Linked DNA regions of Rattus norvegicus: region 2 is linked to region 1. A link is a contact called in public Hi-C data. All regions are on one chromosome and are shown on one strand. The core of a region is the stretch at or near the end of the contact, and the rest is flanking DNA. Distances in the headings are between cores, read along the strand shown.

Evidence for each region. Hi-C and Micro-C count contacts between places; a contact is called where the count stands out from the background.
Region 2: a contact with region 1 is called in a Hi-C map of the Rat2 cell line, with 5 times the contacts expected there. The contact joins two enhancer-like sites. A contact is called at or near these places in 3 of 12 Hi-C or Micro-C datasets (the Rat2 cell line, mammary epithelial cells and psoas muscle) and 1 of 1 datasets of contacts at active chromatin or transcription factors (oligodendrocytes).

What each region holds. Positions count from the first base shown.
Region 1 is chr17:13,266,769-13,272,323 of GRCr8, reverse strand. It overlaps LOC100910343 (a long non-coding RNA gene), which reads left to right. Exons shown (of 9, transcript NR_185105.1): 4 at 3,843-4,108; 5 at 4,661-5,164. Among named protein-coding and RNA genes, the nearest start is that of Gadd45g, 260 kb to the left of the region's middle. Within about 2 kb of position 3,408, at least 2 of the 93 cell types and tissues checked have an H3K27ac peak or open chromatin away from gene starts, as enhancers often do.
Region 2 is chr17:13,520,044-13,525,598 of GRCr8, reverse strand. No RefSeq gene overlaps it. Among named protein-coding and RNA genes, the nearest start is that of Gadd45g, 7.5 kb to the left of the region's middle. Within about 2 kb of position 2,093, at least 28 of the 93 cell types and tissues checked have an H3K27ac peak or open chromatin away from gene starts, as enhancers often do.

The DNA of each region.
Region 1 (5,555 bases), core at 2,159-4,658:
GCCGAGCAGCTCTCAAAATCCATGGTCTGGAATACAGCCATTTGTAGCTCTCAGAGTGGGGCCAACTCAGCGTCCTTCCAGTTGCTTTTCCTGGAGGAGAAGTCTAGAAAGTTCGACGGAGCAGAGTTCACTTTTAGAAGCTCATTTATTTCTTTTTAAATTTTGTTTTTCATTTCTAAGTCTATGTCTTTATGTGCTGTATATACAAGAATATACGAGTTGTATATTGAAGTAGGTGTCTGTGTGGAGACCGGATGTTAATGTCAGGTGTCATTCCTCAATAACTGTCCACATTATTTACTGAGACAGGGTTTCTTGCCGAACCTCGAATGTTGATATCTGGACTGGGCAGTGAGCCCAAGGACCACTGATCTCTGTCCCCTTCCCCAGTACTGGGGTTACAGGCAGACACCAACCAGATATTGCTCTTTATGTGGGTGCTGGGGATTCAGATTCTCATATTTTCACTGTAAGGACCTTACCCTCGGAGCACCTCCCCAATCCTTTCAAAGCTACCCATGGGACATCTCCCCAAGTGTTCTTTCCTGAAGACTGATTTATTTGTACTGTTATCACTGTATAATGACTGACTTGTTGGGTTTTCCCTGGGCACCAAGCACTCTGAGCATATGGAAAGAAAAGGAAACTATAATCTTAACATCCTGATGAATATTGTCACAGATGGGTAAAGAGTCTGTGTCTACCACAGTGGAATCAAGTCTATAGGGTACCAGGGTCAGCACAGGCCATAGATCACACATGGCAAGCTTGTGCTGCCTTAAAGGCACTTAGGCTCTCCTCTTCCCCCTTTTTCCTTAGTGCCAGGATAGAAACCAACTGGTACTCATGCAGCCTTCTTATCTGAGCTGGCAGCATGCTCTCTGGCTGAAGATAGACAGCAGCAGGTATGAGGCACGTTTGCAATGCTGACTCCTGGGGAGAGCTGTCTCTTCTGCGGTTACTGTAAAACTAGGGAGAGAATCCATAAGTTCCCAGGATGCAGCCTGCCCCACGTGCAGGTGAAGGTCTAGGTGGGCTCCCTTTTGTAACTGGGTCCACAGAGTCCCTTCCGTGCTCTTCTGTCTGGGTTTTTTTGTTTTGTTTTGTTGGATTTTTTTTTTTTTTTTGGACGAAGTACAGGATGAATCATTCTTAGGGAAAGGCTGTTGGGTGGAAACGTGAGAAGCCAGGAGGATGTGACTTGCCTACAGGCGGAACCCTGCACAGTGTGTTCTCCTGCAGGGAACTCGGTTCCAGCAAGAGGCACTAGGGTAAGGGTGTTCCCTCTCAGGAGGCTCCTCAGCTCCACTTGGCAAATGTTACAGTGTGCTACCATGGACTGTCTTAACTGGAAATCTACTCTTTGGTTTTCTGCTCTAATGGCCCGACTGTGCTGTAGGGAAGCCTTGAACCCCAAAGTGGAGAAATACACGCGGTATCTAAAATGGAGGAGCTAGGGAGGGAGATGCTGTTGTGGTTTGAATGGAAATGGTCCCTTAGGGTCACGTGTTTGGACATTTGTTCCTCATGTGAGGGCGTTATTTCAGAATGTTGGGGAATCTTTAGGACGTGGATCCTGGCTAGAGAAAATGAGTCATGAGAGACGGGCTTTTGAGGTTTCTAACGCAGGACGACTTCCTGTTGAGCCTCTGCTCTCTATGTCGTGGTGGTGACCAGCTGGCTTCCTGCTCTTAATGTGCATGCTGTCCCTGCCTTCTGCTGTGACTTCCTCCCAACAAAGGCCTGTGTGCCCATAGACTGCAAGCCAGAAGAATCCTTCTCGCCTCAGGGATTTGTCATGGTAGGAAGAAATGTCATGTGCTTGTGCTCACACAGGGTGGCTGAGCGAGGAATCTTAGCAATGGAGTTTTCCAAACTCCAATCAAGACTATATTAGCACATTTATGGGCAGCCTTCCCGTACCCATGAATCTGAACCCTGGGTAAATATGTCTTCACCATGACAGAGGTGCTCCTGCTCAAGAAGTCTAGAGCCTTTGCTCACTGTGACCTCTGTGGCCTTTCTGAACACACTATCCCACTGGGCAGCAAGGCCTTCATTCTCCTGTAGCTCTCTTTATGCCCGTCAGAATCCAGGTGGCAATTCAACAACTTCTCCATCACTTACTGACATAAATTTGGTTCAGGTGGGATCCTGCCTGGGGAAAAGCTATGTTTTCTGGGGGCGGGCAGCTGCTCAAGATAACAACCAATTAGTGGCAAGGGATAGGAGACAAGGGCTTTTGGGAGATGTATACATCAGTGGGAAACCTGGCTAGGGAGAGGTTCCACAGTGCAAGTCACCGTCTACTGCAAAGCAGCAGTTTCCATCCACAAAACTGTGAGGGTGGAGCCTCCACTTCATGCCTTGTCCTTTCTAGAGAAGGTCGGGGACACTGGAGACAAGATGTGACCACTCGGTGTGCTCTGAGAGAGTGTCTGATGAGCACCACTTGTGGGCATGAGCTCTGTCACTGGGAAATGTGGGATGGCTTAGAACTCGAGTGTGAAAGCCGAGAGCAGCTGAGAGATCACTTCAGGGGAACTGATAATCTCAGTAGGGGCTGCAAGAAAAACCAAATACCGGGCTGTCCTGGGCTACCCTGGGATCAGAGGAACCAGGCTGGATTAGAACAGGGGCTAGCTCTTCTGCAGCCCTCTTGCTAGGATTCCTCAAGTGGGCTTGCCCAATCAGCTCTCTCTATCATGAAATTACTAAAACCTAGCCACTTGTGGATGTGGATATTCCAGCCCCATTGTGCAATGCTTTTCACTCGTGCCTGTCTCTTCCTTATGCTTGTCTTTAGAGGAGCGGAGGGTGCTGTAAAGTATCTCCAGTCCGTGCAGGGAATGAAATAGAATTGGGGTGGGTCTCTGGAATCGTTCCCAGGCGAATGAAAGTGTGCTGTTTCCCTAATTCATGCTTCCTGGCCCAGTGGAGTGGCCCAATACTATGGCGCCAGCTGTCCTATCGAACTCAGTGGGGCCTGAAGCAACGTGTGTCCTGGGAATAGAGTTTAAGAAACAGGCATTTTCCCTCCCCCAGGCATCAGGAACCACACACAGACTACTGTCCTCTGACTCAATAGCTCATGCTTCCCAGCAGAAAACCATATCAAGTAGAAATCAGCACAATGTATGCGCCAGGAGAATCCTCAGCTGACCTGCCTCACAGCTGACGGACATTTTAGTCCCTAATCTTTGGTTGTGGCTCCTTCAATCATGGGCAGTGTACACATGGAACTGATTTCCCATTGGCTTAAAGCAGAACTGACCACAGGTTTCATATTTGGGGGAAGTCACACACTCTGAAGGGGAGAAGAAATGGAAATAAAACACAGTTTGTCACACAAAAGGCAAAGACCTAGAGTTCAGGCTTTTACAAAAGCTGCTGTGTTGGATTCCGAGGGTAAAGACTTATGAGAGGAGCAGGCCAAGAGCCTGACTGCATCTCAGAGATTGCCAGTGAGTGCTGCGCCCTTGGCCACTCTTCTACAACCCTGTCGCCTCTGCTGTCAGGCTGCCTTCCAAGTGTATTTTAACAGCCCAGGGCAGGAGGGAAAAGCCAGGGTGGGCATCTCAGGCGTCCTCCCAGGAGCTGCTGCTCTTGCTTGAGCGTAGAAGGTCCCGTCCAGCCCAAGCATGGAAAGTTGGCTCTGCAACTGAGGTGGGGGAACCTTAGGAGTTGGGCTCAGTGAGAGCTTTTTGAGTCATTGAAGGGGTTCTCTGGGAGAGAACTGTAGAATTCCAGTGTTTCATACCTGTCTCAATCTCTCCCTCCCTCTTTCCCTCCCTCCCTTCCTTCCGCTGCCTGGTTGTGAAGTGAGTTTTGTTCTACTGTAGGCTCTGGCCATAATGTATCACTTTGGGCCTCAGGCAATGGAAGGAGTGGAGTGTGGCCTGAAGCTTCCAAAATTGTGATCCCAACGTAACCTTCTCTGCCAAGAAGCTGCGCTTGGGCATTTGTGAGTGATGGTAGGCGAACTGACATGCTTGTCTCCTGGGAGGAAGGCCCATAAAGTGATTCCCTAGGGCCAGAGACATCCTAGCCTCAAACACTACTGAGAAATGCTAAGACGCCTGAAGCCCACAGCAGACCTCCCAGAAAGGTGAGCGCTCTGCTGGAGCCTGTAGATGGGGGATGAAGTCGTCTGTGTTCAAATGAGGGAACTTTGTGGCTTGGGAATGGCCAGATGTTAGGAGTCTGCCACACACGTTCTTCCTTTGCACCAGAGCTGTTGGAGGGCTCAGGCTGTCATAGACACACACGTGTGTCCCCATGGACACACGGAGGGCGCTTCAGCAGCCTGATTTACACTGTGGTTGCTGGGTTCACACTGTACAAGACCCTGAACCCCTCTGATCTGCAGCAGCTGATCGCAGAGCCCCAAGGCCACCGAGCCTGCGAGAACTGGGAATCCCTTCTGTCTGTTGTAGGCCGATTCATGGGGTACCCATGGCTATGTCTGTGATGAAACTTTGCCACCCACAGTAATCACCCCAATAATTCCAACTATCAAGATTGCCAAAGCCATTGGCACCATGAGCTACAAAGTCCAGGAAATCATGGAGTCTATAGGAAAGAGAAAGACTAATGATGTTGGGGACACATACTATACTGAAATACTGATTAAACTATGGGCACATTTTTTACCAAACAGGAAAGTTTGTGAAGCGCCATTCAAACATGAGCCCTACAGGTCCTCCTGCCACCCGCCTCTTTCCCACTTTCATCTCATCTGGGAAGGATCAACTGCAGGAGGTGGATGAGAAAGGAAGCAGCAAGGTCTGCTCAAGTCCAGCTCACCTGACATACCCTGCTGTCCAACCCCACGTGTGCTGCTGTGGATGCTGGGAGCAGCTGCAGCGTCACAGAGGAAATCCCCTTTGACTTGGGATCCAGTGAGACATCACCTGATTACATAGGCTCCATAATACTCCCTCAGGACAGGAGAACCAGAGATGAGATGTCAGGAGGAGATCCCCTGAGAAGCTGTCACTGGACCCTATCATCAGTGAGCACTGGCCGCAGCCAGGCGGCCCCCAACAGCCTCCGACACCACCAGACGAAGGGGCTGAAAGGAGGTGGGGGTGCAGATTGTTCGCTTGTTTCCCACTCTATGTTGTTGCCTCTCTATCTCAGAGGAAAACAGCACATTTCCCAGGTAAGAGGGAAGGAAAATCTGATCTCATGGGAAACACAGCATAGGCATGACCACCAACATTCACTTGCCGACAGGATGTACCCACATACAGGGCACGAACCCTAAGGCGTCTGTGACCCCAGAGGGAGATTTTTCCTCAGCATCCCCCTAAAGTGAACTCTGGGGAAGTTGAGCTAGGAGCAGAGGATGTGGCCAGGGGCTGAGGAGTGAGGAGGGAGGGAGTGAGGAGGGAGAGAGTGAGGAGGGAGGGAGTGAGGAGGGAGGGAGTGAGGAGGGAAGGAGGAGGGAGGGGGAGGGAGGGAGGGAGAAGGACAATCGCTTAGGGAAAGGGAACACAGGCTCAGGTACGAGGAATCAGGCAGAGAGCTATGGTCTAGCAGGGCTAGCTCAG
Region 2 (5,555 bases), core at 844-3,343, 250 kb before region 1:
AAATCAATTAAAGAAAGATTAAGATAATTGAAACCAAGACAGAACTGGGGGGTTCTGGGAGGGCTAGGCAGCCCTGTTCATGCAGAGCACAGAGCAGTGTCTACTCAGGGAGCCTTCCTTCCCAGGAAGATGATAGGACAGAAGGATCTCCGCCACTTAGTGTACTTCTAAAGGACATAGTTCTGGCATTAAGCACTTCATTAAAAGATTTACCCCAGTGGGAAAAAGCAAAAATTAAATTTTCCAGATGAAGAGAAAACCAAACAAGGCTGGGAAGCCAACTGAGAGAATAGACTTTTTAAAAAATATCTATTTAAAAAAAAGATTTCGAGGGGTTTACCATTGGTTTTCTAGGCCATCAGCCCCCTGAACTTTTCCTTCAGGTATGTAACTATTCTGACAAGACAGAAGATATGTTAAAGAGAGATTCTTGTGAATTCAGACTACTGAAACTTCAGGCTCCAAAGAATTAAAATTTCCCCAAGAATTTCACGTCGGGGGGCGGAGGTGGGGGAGGGAAAGGTGAAGTCCTAACGCCAGAGGAGTAACTTGCCTCCCAGGAAGAGATTCCACACGGTTCTGATAACTTATCAGACCACCTTGAAGGACAGACAGGAGCCTAGAGATGGCTCAGCGATAGGTGAGACCTCACCCAGGTGAGGTTCACTTAGCTGTGCATACCTCTTCTTGCCTTTATCAAAGGTCAAGGAAGCTAAACGTCGTGTCAGGATCCCAAGGACAGGCAATGGGGAATCACTGGATCTCTTATTTTTTCCTCTCTCTGATGTGGCCACATTGAATAAATCTCCTTTTTCTGCTTTTCATGACCACTTGTTGACTTACTTAGTGATCTCATGTTAGGTGGCTGAGCCTAGCTTGCTGGGACTACTGGGGAGGGGGCGGGTTCAAACTCTACCAGCTCCAGTAACAGGTTGCTTCGAATGGTCCAAAGGAAATTGTCCTTCCACCTTCCACAGGCCCCATGGGAGCTTTATGAATTGCTGGGGGGCAGCGAAGGTTGATTTCAAATGGGCAAGCCTCAGACGCATGTGGTTGCAAAGAATGGCTGAGCTGGCTGCAAAGAGGCGGGGACAATGGGGACTGTGGGGTGCTGGCAACTATATCAGGGCTTTGGTTTCTGACCTAGAGCAAATTTACATTTGGCCTTTGGAACTTGCCCCGCTTTTAAGTTGAATTCAAGCCTTTATCTTCTTAAGACTTGCCAAATTATTTCACCTCTCTAGGTTCATAAAAGCTCTCCAGGAAAGGATGAAGGCTACTTGGGGTGGGGGTTGGGGGTGGGGATTCTAAGAGGAGGCCGGGTGTCCTTAGAGAACCTGGCATCCAGCCACCCCCGACATACACACTTTTTTTTTTTTTTTCTGTTTGTAGCATCTGGGCTTTGATGAACGCCCGCTGGCTTTCTTTAGTGCAGTGTTGGACATGGCCTCCCCTTCAGTTCTGATCAGGCTGGACCGTGTATACAGGGAGTGTCTGGGGCCCGCTCCAGTGTCCTCAGACCCACCAGGTCCTTACTGATTTCACCTTGAAGGCACGGTGTTGAAAGCAGTGCGAAATGGGAGTGCACCAGGGAGACCTTTTCCCCTCACACAGTGGCTAATCGTGTGAGATTCCTGCATGCCGCCGAAAAATGTGTCACCACTCACATTCCTGTCGTTTTAGTGTTTCTCGAGCGCCGTCTCCCATTTATCCCCGCTCTCTGAATTCTCTGCAGTCCAGCCCTTCCCAGAAAGTGGCCGAGTGCTTTCCCAGGAGCTGATATTACCCTCCTTCCGGGTCCCTCTCCCTCCCTCCTCCTCTTTCCTCTCTCTCAGCCCCTCTCCCCCTCTCCTGCGGGGTGCCAGACTCCAGTGAAGTGGATCTCCTCGCCAGGGCTGCTGCTGCTCTCTGAACTAGGTCTGACTCTGGGGAGATCCTATGAGCAGAGGCTGACAGTTCGCCCCTGCCTAGAGCCCTTGCAGACCCCTTGCTCATGTCTACTCTTTTGTCTTGGTGTTCCCCAGCCGAGCCGTCTCCTCTGACTCACCAGGGCTCTCCTCGTGCTGCGAGCCCTGCCCATATAGAGAGGTCCAGTCTGTGCTGGGACAGACAGTGACTCAGCCCCAGATCCTTCTGGCCAAAGGCCTCCTGCGGAGCTCCACACTTCTCCTCTCTCCAAGTGCCCCCTTGCTCCACAATCTCCTTTGACAATTGGGATCTTGACCTATAAGGAGGACTCTGGGCATAGCAGTATGGCTGTGGTGACAATGGCAGGGTGAGATGGTGAGGAGGAGGAGGTGGTCTTCTGTGGGCTTAGCCTGCCTGCCTCCTTGCCCCCGGAGGCTGTCCCCGCTCTTCCCACTACTTCCTCAATTGTTCCAATTGCAGATCCCTCCCCACACTTAGGTTTGCTTAGGTTACTAGGCAACCGGAAGTCTCCAGGTGAGAGCAGCCACCGGAGCACGTTCAGAGGAGATGGGTCTGGTCTGAAGCCCTGGCTGAGGTGGCTCCCAGGCCTTGGCCTAGGACAATGATGAAAGCAGATCTCAGCATCCAAGACAGAGGCCTGAGGCAGGTGAAGGGCTGGGGAGAGTAGCCAATGGAGGGCTGGGACAAGGGAAGGGGTACGAGCTGTGCCAGGGGAAGGGAGGGCAGGTGGAGGGCTGTGCCAGGGGAGGTGATGGACTCTCTAAGCCCCATCAGTCTCTCTGCCTTTCGAGAGGCAGGAGGCAGCAAGCACACAGAGCTGGCCTGAAACAGTGCCAGGTAAAAATCAATATTGCAGCTGCCAAGGGAGTCTTAGAACTTTAGGGGAACAGAACACAGTGTTGCTGGGAGGACAGAGTGGGCTGCTTTCCTGGCCCTTTCCCACAAGGAACAGGCACTTCTGGACATGAGACTTTTCCTCTCAGGCTGACAACAGATCTTTCAGCAGTGCCCATGTACCTGACTAACAGTGCTAGGCGGGGAAGGCCCCATGCAGGGTTCTCTCTACCCAGGAGAGCACAGAGCCAACAAAACCTGATTCAGAGATGAGTAGGTTTCTGGACAAATGTCACAAGCGAGGTCCTTGAAGTCCAGGAGTCTGCTTTTCCAATCCTGTCATTATCAGGATAGGTAATTATCTCCGAGCATGGATGAGAGGTCAGCTGGTGCCTGTGCATCTGCTGCTGTCTGCTGGACCTGAAAGCCAGGTTGGACAGATGACAGTCATCAGTAGCGTCCCAGGTGACACTCACCAGGAGGCAGAGCTCTGGTCATGAGTCTGTGATGAGAGCCAGCTCTGAGCATTCTTCCTCAGTTGATTAAAGGGCTTTCCAGATGTGGCTAAGGTTACTGAGCGGTGTATCTGAAGAGAGAGAGAGAGAGAGAGAGAGAGAGAGAGAGAGAGAGAGAGAGAGAGAGAGAGGGAGAGGGAGAGACAGACAGAGAGAGAGAGAGAGAGAGCTGCTCTGCTAAGAGATTCATCTAGTCACAGGCACCCTAAAGAGCAGTGGTAGGGAAGGGATTTGGATACTGTAGGGTGTATCCATCCCTGCTGGGTCTGGAAGACAAGAGTTAGCTGGGAAGCAGCAAATCGGGGTGGTCCTTAGCTCTGGCTGTCACCCCACCATGTGAAGAGGACCTAATTCTTACCCACACAGGAACCTGTACCTGTCAACAATACACTTGAGCTCTAACTCAGACTCCCCAGAGCCTAGCACATAGCTTGTAGGACTCTCTGCACAGGTACCTTCCCAGCTGGCCCATGGCACCATAAGAAATGGCACAGGAACTGTTCAAAACGGAGTTTGTGACAGTTTGTTTGACGCAGTATGGCCAGAAGCACCAGTGACCTTTTTATTTTTATTTGTGTATGTGCGCTCGTGCGTGCGTGAGTGCGTGTGTGTATGTGTGTGTGCGTGTCTGTGTGTGTATGTGTATACGTGTGTGTGCGCGTGTGTGTATGTGTATATATGTGTGTGTGCGTGTGTGTATGTGTGTGTGAGCGTGTGCGTGTGCGTGTGTGTGTGTGTGTGTGTGTGTGTGTGTGTGTGTGTACTTGAGTGCAGTCCCTGCACAGGCCAGAAGAGTGCTATACTCCTCGGAGCTGCAGTTATAAGCAGTTGTAAAAGGCCCAATATGGGGGTTGGGGATTTAGCTCAGTGGTAGAGCGCTTGCCTAGGAAGCGCAAGGCCCTGGGTTCGGTCCCCAGCTCCAAAAAAAAGAACCAAAAAAAAAAAAAGGCCCAATATGGGTGGTAGGTATCGAACCCAGGTCCTCTGCAATAGTTGCAATCACTCCTAACAGCTGAGACACTGTTTCAGCTCTGTCCCCTTTGCTGCCCTCTCTTCTCGTTGTCCATAGACTCCACCTGTACTGGGTCACAAACCTCTGGTGCTCCTCCACTGGTCCTGCAACGCCTCCCCACCCCCATCCATCTAGGTATCTTGTTCCTCTGGACATGTCATGCTTCCTTGGAGGATCTGCAGATGAGAAGAAAAACCCAGCATCAGAATTCAGCCAAGTTCAAAAAAAAAAAAAAATAACTGGAAGGCCCTTCTGCATGTACCTTAGGGTGACTGCTTGAGAGCACTGGCTTGGAGAGAGGACATTCAGGGCCAGCTCTAGAGGTGGCTTTCTCATAGAGATGACAGGGAGGGCAGCATGGCAGCCCCAGGCCAATGCTGGCTCCGTCTTAGATCGTCTTAGTTTCATCTATTGCTCTGCTGAAAGCCGTGGGAGCAAAGGGTTTATCTGGTCTATCCTTCCAGGTCACCGTCCATCGTGAAGGGAAGTTAGGGTAGGAAGTCAAAACTTGACAGCAGGCCTGCTTGCCAGTCCAGGCAGCATAACGTCTAATCGGGGAACTTGCTCACAGTCAAGGAAGAACAAGCAGGAACCTTGGGGGATGCCGCTTACATGCTCATGCTGGCCCATCATGCTCATGCTGGCCCATCATGCTCATGCTGGCCCATCATGCTCATGCTGGCCCATCACCTACTAGACCCTTACACAGGACCACCTGCCCAAGTAACGGTGCTCTCCGACACGCCCACCTTCCCATTGCTGCTGGCACCCTTTAATACAGTTCCTCGTGTTGTGGTGACCCCAGCCATGAAATCATCCTGTTGCTACTTTAAAACTGTAATGTTGCTACTGTTACAAGGCAGAATGAAAGTATCAGATATGCAGGATATTTGATTCTACAACCCCAAGGGGGTTGCAACCCCCCAGGTTGAGAACCAGTGATCTAGGGTATGCCTCGATTGAGACTCTTCTAGAAGATGACTGTAGGCTGTGTCACATGATGGACAGTTAAAGCTAACTGGGATGACAGCCAAGGGCCATGGACATAGGAAGATGTGTTGATTCTCTCTCTCTCTCTCTCTCTCTCTCTCTCTCTGTGTGTGTGTGTGTGTGTGTGTGTGTGTGTGTGTGATATTTTGACATTACTGTGGGGTTACTGTGCTTCTGTGCCTTGGAACCCAATCACCCCTACAAGAAACATCCATTTCTCTTATTCTAGGAGTGGTGGTAGCATTCCAAGAAATGAATGCCTGCAACCACAGATA